Regions from separate parts of the Sus scrofa genome. Here regions 2 and 3 are each linked to region 1. A link is a contact called in public Hi-C data. All regions are on one chromosome and are shown on one strand. The core of a region is the stretch at or near the end of the contact, and the rest is flanking DNA. Distances in the headings are between cores, read along the strand shown. Region 1 has its middle 21 kb from the start of SLC22A8. Region 2 overlaps LOC102164585 (solute carrier family 22 member 9-like). Region 3 overlaps SLC3A2 (4F2 cell-surface antigen heavy chain).

The links. Hi-C and Micro-C count contacts between places; a contact is called where the count stands out from the background.
Region 2: a Hi-C map of liver shows a contact between it and region 1, with 4 times the contacts expected there. The contact joins two enhancer-like sites. A contact is called at or near these places in 4 of 47 Hi-C or Micro-C datasets (fetal skeletal muscle, liver, mesenchymal stem cells and 1 more).
Region 3: a contact with region 1 is called in a Hi-C map of liver, with 4 times the contacts expected there. The contact joins two enhancer-like sites. A contact is called at or near these places in 2 of 47 Hi-C or Micro-C datasets (fibroblasts and liver).

What each region holds. Positions count from the first base shown.
Region 1 is chr2:8,760,382-8,763,802 of Sscrofa11.1, forward strand. No RefSeq gene overlaps it. Among named protein-coding and RNA genes, the nearest start is that of SLC22A8, 21 kb to the right of the region's middle. Within about 2 kb of position 1,705, at least 3 of the 83 cell types and tissues checked have an H3K27ac peak or open chromatin away from gene starts, as enhancers often do. A contact at or near this core is called in liver, where this site is marked.
Region 2 is chr2:8,525,196-8,528,616 of Sscrofa11.1, forward strand. LOC102164585 (solute carrier family 22 member 9-like) reads right to left here. Exons shown (of 10, transcript XM_021082905.1): 3 at 1,434-1,588; 4 at 1,167-1,335. Among named protein-coding and RNA genes, the nearest start is that of HRASLS5, 52 kb to the left of the region's middle. Within about 2 kb of position 1,501, at least 2 of the 83 cell types and tissues checked have an H3K27ac peak or open chromatin away from gene starts, as enhancers often do. A contact at or near this core is called in liver, where this site is marked.
Region 3 is chr2:8,908,388-8,911,808 of Sscrofa11.1, forward strand. The region is part of intron 1 of SLC3A2 (4F2 cell-surface antigen heavy chain); the gene reads right to left. Among named protein-coding and RNA genes, the nearest start is that of SLC3A2, 9.0 kb to the right of the region's middle. Within about 2 kb of position 1,539, at least 23 of the 83 cell types and tissues checked have an H3K27ac peak or open chromatin away from gene starts, as enhancers often do. A contact at or near this core is called in liver, where this site is marked.

The DNA.
Region 1 (3,421 bases), core at 455-2,954:
TAAAGCATTTATTTGTAAAACAAGTAGGATATGTATTGTCGGGGAGAGAAGGTATAAAGAATGGAAATATTTTTTTGAGGGATAAAAGGAGTTTAATTTCATCCTAGAGCTGGTTGTTTCTAGATGGGTAAAAAAAAATAGTATTAACTAATATAGATACAGAAGTGATTTTTTTTAAGGTTTTTTAAAAAAGGAACCTTGAGAAAAGAACGTTGTACATTGTTAAGACTGATGAAGATTAGGAGTTCCTGTTGTGGCGCAGTGGTTAACGAATCCGACTAGGAACCATGAGGTTGCGGGTTCGGTCCCTGCCCTTAGCTCAGTGGGTTAACGATCCAGCGTTGCCGTGAGCTGTGGTGTAGGTTGCAGACTCGGCTCGGATCCCGCGTTGCTGTGGCTCTGGCGTAGGCCGGTGGCTACAGCTTCGATTCAACCCCTAGCCTGGGAACCTCCATATGCCGCGGGAGCGGCCCAAGAAATAGCAACAACAACAACAACAACAACAAAGACAAAAAAAAGACCAAAAAAAAAAAAAGACTGATGAAGATTAGATTGGATTAAATTGGGTAAACAAATGTTTTCTTTTTCTAGGGCTGCACCCGCAGCATATAGAAGTTCCCAGGCTAGGGGTCGAATTGGAGTTACAACTGCCAGCCTACACCACAGCCACAGGAACGCAGGATCCGAGCCGTGTCTGCGACCTACACCACAGCTCAAAGCAACACTGGATCCCCCACCCACTGAGCAAGCCCAGGGATTGCACATCCTCACAGATACTAGTCGGATTCATTTCTGCTGCACCACGATAGGAACTCTGAATTTTATTATTAATATTAAGCCAATACAAGACTGGGATTTAGTTTTCTCTCTGTGTTGAGAACAACCTTTTCTGGAAGAGGGACCTGCATTTGATAGCAAATGGTAAGTTTCTAGCTCTAGCTAATTTCAAGCTTTCCACAGGGCCCCGGAGGCATCTCAAAGAGGAAAAACTGGTAGGACATTTAAAGAGTTCTAATGGAAAGTTATTGTTTTGCTCCTAATCGTTTTTTGGTTTGTGTGTTTGTTTGTTTTGGTTTTTGCCTTTTCTTGAGCCGATTCCACCGCCTATGGAAGTTCCCAGGCTAGGAGTCTAATCGGAGCTGTAGCCACCAGCCTACAACAGGGTCACGGCAACTCGGGATCCGAGCCGAGTCTGCGACCCACACCACAGCTCACGGCAACCCTGGATCCTTAACCCACTGAGCAAGGCCAGGGATCGAACCTGCAACCTCATGGTTCCTAGTCGGATTCGTTAACCACTGAGCCACGACAGGTACTCCTCCTAACCGTATTTCTGACTGCAATGTTCAGGATGGAAAAAACTGCCTAGTGACATTGTCACGGAGTATAAGTACTCATGATGTGCATCACGCTGGCTTTACGTTTACCCTTTGAAGCCCACGTTCCACGTTTGTGTGACAATTGGGTATAATAGATAAAATACATAGCCTATAAAATATTTCTCTGTTAGCACCTCTGTGCTTCTTTATGTCTGATTAGTTTTCCCCCAGCATGGACAACTACGCCCGTGTATAAACAAAAAGTAGGCTTAGCACTGAGGGACGGGAATGATTCGTTTCTCGCGTCTGCGTTCTACTCGCCTGGAACAGAAGAGGCACAAACTGAGAACTGCCTTCAGATCTCAAACGCTTAACACTGTGCTCTACTGCCCTCTAGTGGAAGATCTGGTACTTAACATAATCATTGAGTCTCCACTGATTGGGCGGAAGGAGAGGTGTGAAAACGGCCACCAGGGCACCAGCTACCGTGTGGAAGAACATCAGGATGCGGAAAGGGGGATCCGGATGCGGAAAAGGGGTGTCTGGAGTACCTAGAAGAGGAGGAATCCTGATCGTTCCCTCTACCGCCTAGCTCAGGACTCTGACCACCTCTTTCGTAAGAACTGAAAGTTGATATCCGTCGAGTCGACGGAATAACCAGTTGCTCACCTAAATTTCTGGTTACATCAGCTGCCTTGTAAACATATTGATCGAATACCCACAGAGTGCGGGGCAGGGTTCTGTCTCTCCTGATCAGGACAAACAAGATCTTTGCTCTCAGAGATTTGCGTCCCAACGGAAGAAGGAGGAAAGGGGGGTGGGGAAGGAGAAAATGAGCACAAGTAAGAAATAAATTAATACTGCTGTACCCCTGGCACTAATACAACGTTGTAAGTCAACCATATGCCAGCAAAAATTTTTTAGTTAATTAATAAATACAAGTGGTGCCAGGTGAAGATAAACAGAGGCCAGATCATGTAGGACTTTGAACAGCAGGGGAAGCTTAGGGGGGGTTCTAAGGCGGGGGGGTCCTTGGTTTCAAGTTTCTAAAACACCACTCTGGCTTCTGGGTGAAAAATGGATTGTAGACGACAAGAATGGAAGCAGGAAGACCGGTTGGAAAATTGTCACAGAGGTCCAGATGAGAGGGGAAGGGGACCTGGATTAGGCAGGATACAGTAAAGGATGAGAGAAATAGAAAGTTGGGCTACACTGTGGAGGTGAAGCCAACAGCACTTGCCAGGGGATTAGATAGGGAAGGAGGAGGTGAGAAAATGGATACAAATCCAGAATGTCTATATCGTTCTCATTTCAGGCCAGGGGTCCGATCATTCCCAATATAGCCTCTTGTTTTCTTACTCCCAGTTTAAGGAACTGTCTAGATGACTAAGCTGGATGGCTTCCACCTAATATGGAGATGATTCTTTTTTTTTTTTAATTTTGTCTTTTTAGGGCCTCGCCCGTGGCACATGGAGGTTCCCAGGCTAGAGGGAGCTGTAGCTGCCAGCCTATGCCACAGCCACAGCCACGCCATATCTGAACCAGGTCTGTGACCTCCACCGCAGTTCACGGCAACCCCAGATCGTTAACCCACTGAGAAGCGCCAGAGATCAAACCCGTGTCCTCCTCGTGGATGCCAGTTGGGTTCACTAACCACTGAGCCACGACGGGAACTCCAAACTACTATGTTTAGAATGAATGAGATCCTACTGTACAGCACAGGGAACTATGTTCAAACTCTTGGAATAGAACATGATAGGAGATGACATGAAAAAAGAATATATGTATATATATGTATTACTGGGTCACTTTGCTGTACAGCAGAAATTGGCACAACATTGTAAATTAACTATAATTTAAAAAATAAAATTTAAAAAAAAAGGGAGTTCCCCTTATGGCTCGGTGGGTTAAGAACCTGACTACTGTCCACAAGGATGTAGGTTTGATCCCTGGCTTCACTTGGTGGGTTAAGGAGCCAGCTTTCCTGCAAGCTGCAGTGTAGGTCACAGATGTGGCTCAAATCTGGCATTTCCGTGGCTGTGGTGTAGGCCTGCAGCTGCAGCTCCAATTCAACCTGTAGCCTGGGAACCTCCATATGCCCC
Region 2 (3,421 bases), core at 251-2,750, 240 kb before region 1:
GAAGGGGTTCAGAATGTGCCATCCCCCCAAAATGCTGCTCTGGCATGTTGATTATTTGGAACCGAAGGTACTTGGGAAACAGAAGATGCACGAAGAGGGTTCTCTGACCTCTCCTTCCTTCCTACAAGTAGGTGGTAAAGTTTCTCCTGAGAAAGATGCCCCTTCTGTGTCATGAAGGAAAGAACATTCTTACCACCAGAGACTGGGAAGTGACGCCAACATAGGCTTGTTCAAATTTGCTAAAACAACTCTTGTTTTCCCTTAGTTTCCCATATACTTTCTAGTCACTGTCCCACAAATGACACTGCTAGCCCAAGCCCCTTTGTCTTGTCACATACCAATTGATTGTGTGTGTGTGTGTGAACAGGTATACAAGCTTTTGGACCTAATGGCTTCTTTGGTTTTTTATTTTCCTTCTTCTGAAGGCATGTGAAAATGTTAACTACATTTGTACGCATTTCTCCTGTTCATCTGCCCCATGTCTGGGGCCATCCACAGAACCCAGGAGGGTGGAAGGAAATTTTTCCTTCCCTGCAGATGCCTTTCCCTTCCCATCTCATCCCCACCACTGCTGCATTAGGCCAGAAAATATAAATCGATTCCTCTTGTACCATAATTAGGAAAACGCCAGGACGACCCTTTCATGCAGTAGCCCTTCACCATCGCAGACTCAGACTTGGAGCTTATCGGCTTCCTCTTATTCAGGGCAGGTGCCAATTGTGGCAAATAAAAACATATCATGGCTAGTTCTAATTTTATTCAAGCAAACCATGAATAACTTCCTACAGTATTTTGGACATGCTTATACTAAGCTATTACTTATTATTGATCTGAAATTTGCATTTGATGGGATATCTTGAATTGTATCCAGTTAGCACATAAAAATACAGAACTCTAAGACAAGTGGATATGTCATAAGAACTGTGAATAATTTTCATTGTAACTATGTGCCGTGTAACATCTGGCACATTGTTACCCAAAATATTTGTGCCTATTTGAAATTCAAACCTAATTTCCTGTCCACGACATTATCTGGCAATCCTGTCTGTTTGGCCTGTTGAACTGCACAGATTAGCAGAGCACAGGCTCAAGGGTTGAACAAGGACTGAAGAGAGTTCGTGGGTTTTTCATTCTAAGATCCTCTAAGACTCGGAGGGAGCTTATACCTTGAAGACAGAAAGCTGACAAATAATGGCACAGAAATCACCAGCTGGAAGGTGCACCAGTCTTGAAAGGCAAAAGCTAAACCACCTAAGAGTATCTGTCCAACACCAGCGGCAGAGGTTACCAGTGCTACTCCCATGGCTTGGAATTGGGGCACCATCCATTCTATAACTGAAAGGAAATACAAACAGGATTTTGACCTCAAACAAAGGTGGACTGTCAATGTCAAAGTCAAGTCAAAACGTAGACGATCGAAAGTGTTGACTTACTGAGCATATTGCTATTGACTAAGATGGTTGCAGCAGGAAGCCCAGCCAAGAAACGTAGTAAGCAGTAAATGGGGAAGTTGGGAGCGATGACGGCACAGGTGTCAGCAAGGGCAAGCTGGAGCAAACACCAGCTGAGTATTAACTTTCTCCCAAACCTGAGAAATAGGTACAGGTTAGAAGATAGGAACAATAACAACCAATTGAAAACATGTGTGAAAGAAAGGGGCCCATTTTGAAATTCAGGGAATGTTTTTGGCAAGTGAAACTTTGCACTTGAAACCTTGATGAATCAACAGATAATTAAGGACAGATCTCTGAAAGCGACCTTCCCGTCTGTAACCCAAGTGAAACAAAGTCTCTTCTCCGCTCTGTTACCAGTGGATCTTTGACACCAACGGAAACCAAATAAGGCAGGATGGAATACTGTAAATTTTCATACATCACAAACATTCTTTGTGCTAACAGAGGCACTTAGGATAGTAAGAAGTCTACATTAGTGTCTAGAAAACAGTGGCTCTTGCTAGGACCCTGCAGGCTAAGGCTAAATTGAAGTGTTTCTTCTGTTATTGATTTCTAGTTTCATACCACTGTGGTCAGAAAAGATGCTTGTTGTGATTTCAATATCCTTAAGTTTTCCAAGACCTATTTCAATATTCTTAAGTTTTCCAAGACCTTACATATGATCCGTGTGCACCGTTGTTGGGATGGAAAGTTCTGTATGTATCTATGAGGCCCATTTAGTCTGAAATATAGTTCAAGTCCAACATTTCCTTATTGATTTTCTGTCTTACTGATCTATCCATGGTCGGAATGTGGTATTGAAGCCCGTTACTACTATTGTACTGTTAACTATTTCTTCCTTCATACCTGTTAGTATTTGCTTAATGTTATTTAAATATGCTGCTGTCTGGTGCACATATTTTTTCTTCCAATTTTGATGGCTTTTCTTTCTTTTTCTTGTCTAATTCATGTCACTAGGACTTCCAAAACTACGTTGAGTAGAAGTGGTGAGAGTGGACTTCCTTGTCGTGTTCCTGAATTTAGTGGGAAGGCTTTCAGATTTTCACAGTCGAGTATTATGTTGGCTGTGGTTTGTCACAAATGGCGTTTAGTATGTCCGTATATATTCCCTCTATACTCACTTTGACGAGAGTTCTTATCTTGAATAGATGTTGAATTTTGTCAAAAGCTTCTTGTAGATCTATCAAGGTGATCACGTCATTTTCGTCTTTTTTTAAAAATGTGGTGTATCACATTGACTGATTTGCATATAGTGCATTGTCCTTGTGAATAGATAACAAGATTCACTAGAATAAATCTAGTGTGATCACAGTGTATGATCCCTTTTTCTGTATTGTCGGATTTGATTGGCTACTATTTTGTTGATGACTTTTGCATTTATCATTCATCAAAAATATTGGCCTGTAATTTTCTTTTCTTTTGCTTTGTAGCATCTTTGTTTGGTTTGGTATTCTATGAGGGTAATGGCCTCATAGAATCAGTTTTGGGAATGTTCCCCCGCTTCAATTTTTCTTGAATAGTTTGAGAAGGACTGGTAAAAGTTCTCTATATGCTTGGTAGAGTTTTTCAGTAAAGGTACGTAGTCCTGGGCTTTTGTTTGCAGGGAATTTTGTTTTTTGTTTTGTTTTGCTTTTTAAAAAAAAAAAACAGATTCTACTTTATTTCTAGTGATTGGTCTGTTCAAATTTGTTTCTTTTTGACTCAGTGTTCATAGGTTGTATGTTTCTAGAAATTTGTCCATTTCTTCTAGGTTGTCCAATTTGTTGGCATATAACTATTCATAGTATTCTCTTATGATTTTTTGGTATCTTTGTGGTATCAGTTGTTATTTCTCCTCTCATAGCTCTTATTTTGTTTATTTGGGTCCTCTCTCTTTTCTTCTTAGTAAGCCTAGCTAAAGCTATGTCAATTTTGTTTATCTTTTCTTTTTCTTTGGTCTCAAATTTGTTTGTTTGTTTATTTATTTA
Region 3 (3,421 bases), core at 289-2,788, 150 kb after region 1:
GCTCGGGAATTTCCACATGCTGAAAGTGCAGCCCTAAAAAGAGGAAAAAAAGGTAATTTTTTTTTTTTTTTGGCACCCGAGGCATGTGGAAATTCCCAGGCCAGGGATCAAACCTGGGCCACAGCAGTGACCTAAGCAGCTGCAGTGACAATGCTGGATCCTTAACAGGTTGCATCACACGGGAACTTTCATACTGATCTTGGTCTTGAGCCAAAACCCAAAGAAACAACCTATTCCCATTAGGGCTTGCTTCCCAAACTTTCACTCGAGGCCACAAAAGCAGCCTTAAAGCTGTTCCTTTTCAAATTCCACATCCTTGGCTCTCCCCAAAATCAGTCTCACCCTGAGGTAGGAGGTCCATGGGCCCCCCCTGGGCTGAGAACAGCTGGGACTTAGGCTGAGTCCATTGGGGCTGGCTTCTCTTTGACACCTCCAAGGAGAAAGTTTTGTTTTGTTTTGTTTGTCTTTTTGCCTTTTCTAGGGCTGCTCCCAAGGCACATGGAGGTTCCCAGGTTAGGAGTCTAGTTGGAGCTGTAGCCGCCAGCCTATGCCACAGCCACAGCAACGCAGGATCCGAGCCAGTCTGCAACCTACACCACAGCTCACGGCAACGCCGGATCCTTAACCCACTGAGCAAGGCCAGGGATCGAACCTGAAACCTCATGGTTCCTAGTCAGGTTCGTAACCACTGTGCCATGACAGGAACTCCCCAAGGAGAAAGTTAATGGCAGGAGCTGAGCTCTGCTGGAGTAAAAAGGTAAGATGACCACATCACTCACCCTGGGGTCAAAGAGACCTCCCCAGTTACACCTGCGCAGAAAGACTCCTGGGGTCATAAACGGAGGGGGCGCCAGGCCATAATAAGTCCTGAAACTCTCCCAGAACCCTCTGTTCTGGAATCCATCTTGGCCAAAAGATGTGGATGCATATCGGAGACGGCCCCGGGTCCAGTCACTTGTGAGAAATAAAACAAGGTAACTGGCCAAAGGAAAACAAAGGACCTGGAAGACCCATCCTGTGTAAGTGGTTTAAATCACTTAGCCAGTGCCGTCCTCTTTGAGGGGGACACCCACACCCTCACTCCTTTGGGTGTGTGTCACTGCTTTGCTTCTGCCTTGGATGAACAGACTGCTTCTCCGTGGGCCCTCCCACATGCTGTACTCTTTCCAACAATAAACTTTATACCTGTTTTTACAGTATTTTCCTCCTTAAAACATTCTTGCTTTCAATAGGGGACAAGAATCAGGGCAATCCTGCTCTTAGCCTCCAGCTAGCTGGTCTAGTGGCCAGGATTCCCGGTTTTCACCCAGGCGGTCCGGGTTCAATTTCTGAGCAAAACATTAAGCTCTCACTCCAAGCCATCACTCCCCCGATGTCTCTCTGAGGTCAGTCCTTCTCTGGGACAGCTTCCCACTGGCACATTTCTCCACAGTTCAGAAAACAAGGGAATCCTGTTCTCAGACTGGATTTTTGCCCTAGAGGTGAACAAAGCCTGGCCAATTTGCATATCCCTACTTCTCTACTAATGGAGGCAGTGCCTCTTGCTACCAGGAGGGGGCAGAGGTACTCCCTGAGCAGCTTCCCTCTGAGAAAAGATTTCCGCTAGAGGACGCTGTTTATAGCTCAAAAGTATTTCCCGCGTGGCTCAGCAGCCAAGGAACCCGACTGGTATCCATGAGGTTGTGGGTTCTATCCCTGGCCTCGCTCAGCGGGTTAAGGATCCCCGCATTGCCATGAGCCGTGGTGTCGGTCAGACTCGACTCAGATGCAGCATTGCTGTTACTGTGGCATAGGCAGCTGCAGTTGCAGCTCCAGTGTGACCCCCTAGCCTGGGAACCTCAAGCCTCCACATGCTGCCGATGCAGCACTGAAAAGACAAAACAAAAAAAAAAAGTATTTCTTTAATGAACCTCTTCAGGAGCGTACTTCACAGCATAGAGAGGATAATCAATGAATTATAGTGACACCTCTTGTTATACATGATGGGGATAAAGTAATAAATGATTAATTAATTATTCAGACAAGATTTCTGACCTCAGGGAGGATAAGCCAGAATGGGGTCAAGTAGAGTGAGGAGGAGAGGAGAAGGCTGCTACAGAAGCTGAAAAAGGAAACTGGGCTGGGCTGGCTCTGCTGGAAGTGAGACAGGGAGACGAGCTCATCCCTTTTGGAAAAGGACAAAGGAATGGCCTTGGGCAAAACGGGCCTTGCAAGCTAAAGAACAAAGGCCTTGGAGGCCAGAGTCCCAGGGACAAAAAACCAGGCCCACTGGACTAAAAGATTATTTTAATCTTTGTTATACTAAGGAGTACACCTAGTTGCCGCAAGAAGTCAAGTGTAAATTTTAACTTTATCTGTTCCTGTGCTTTCTTGTGGACAATGATCATGTCTTTCTTTCCCCTCACAGGAGCCCTCCCCGTTCCTGATAGTAGAGCCACCTGCTGCTGAGCAGAGAACCTTCATGACTTCTGGAAATCATCAGTGATGATAAGACAACCCCTCCCTTTTGTTACATGTCCCTTCTACTCAGGGAGCTGGCTCTTTTTTTGCTCTGCATTCTCCCTTGTGCACAGGCGATCTTTCTTTTTTTTTTTTTTTTTTTTTATCATTGCACCCACAGCCTATGGCAGTTCCCGGGCCAGGAACTGAATCCAAGCCACATGCAGCTGTGGTGATGCTGGATCATTTTAACCCACTGCATCGGGCTGGGGATCGAACCCAAGCCTTGACAACAACCGGAGCTGCTGTAGACTCTTTTTTTTTTTTTTTTTTTTTTTTTGCTTTTTAGGGCTGCACTCTCAGTAAATGTCAAATCAGAGCTGCAGCTGCCGGCCTACAACACAGCCACAACAACTCGGGATCCAAGTCATGTCTGCGAGCTACACCACAGCTCACGGCCACGCCAGATCCTTAACCCACTGAGCGAGGCCAGGGAGCAAACCCACATCCTCATGGGTCCTAGTCGGGTTCATTAACCACTGAGCCACAAAGGGAACTCCTGCAGTTGGATTCTTAACCCACCGCATCACAGCAGAAATTCCCACAAGCTGTCTTTCTTTTTTTGCTTTTTAGGGCCGCACCCACGGCATATGGAGATTCCCAGATTAGGGGTCAAATCGGAGCTGTAGCCGCCGGCCTACGCCAGAGCCACAGCAACACAGGATCCGAGCAGTGTCTTCGACCTACACCACAGCTCACGGCAACGCCGGATCCTTAACCCACTGAGCAAGGCTGGGGTCGAACCCACAACCTCATGGTTCCTAGTCAGATTCATTTCCACTACACCATGACGGGAACACCAAGCAAAGCTTTTTATTAAAAGAGATAGCTTTGAGTTCCCGTCGTGGTGCAGCAGAAAGGAATCTGACCAGGAACCCTAAGGTTGCATGTTCGATCCCCAGCCTTGCTCAGCGGGTTAAGG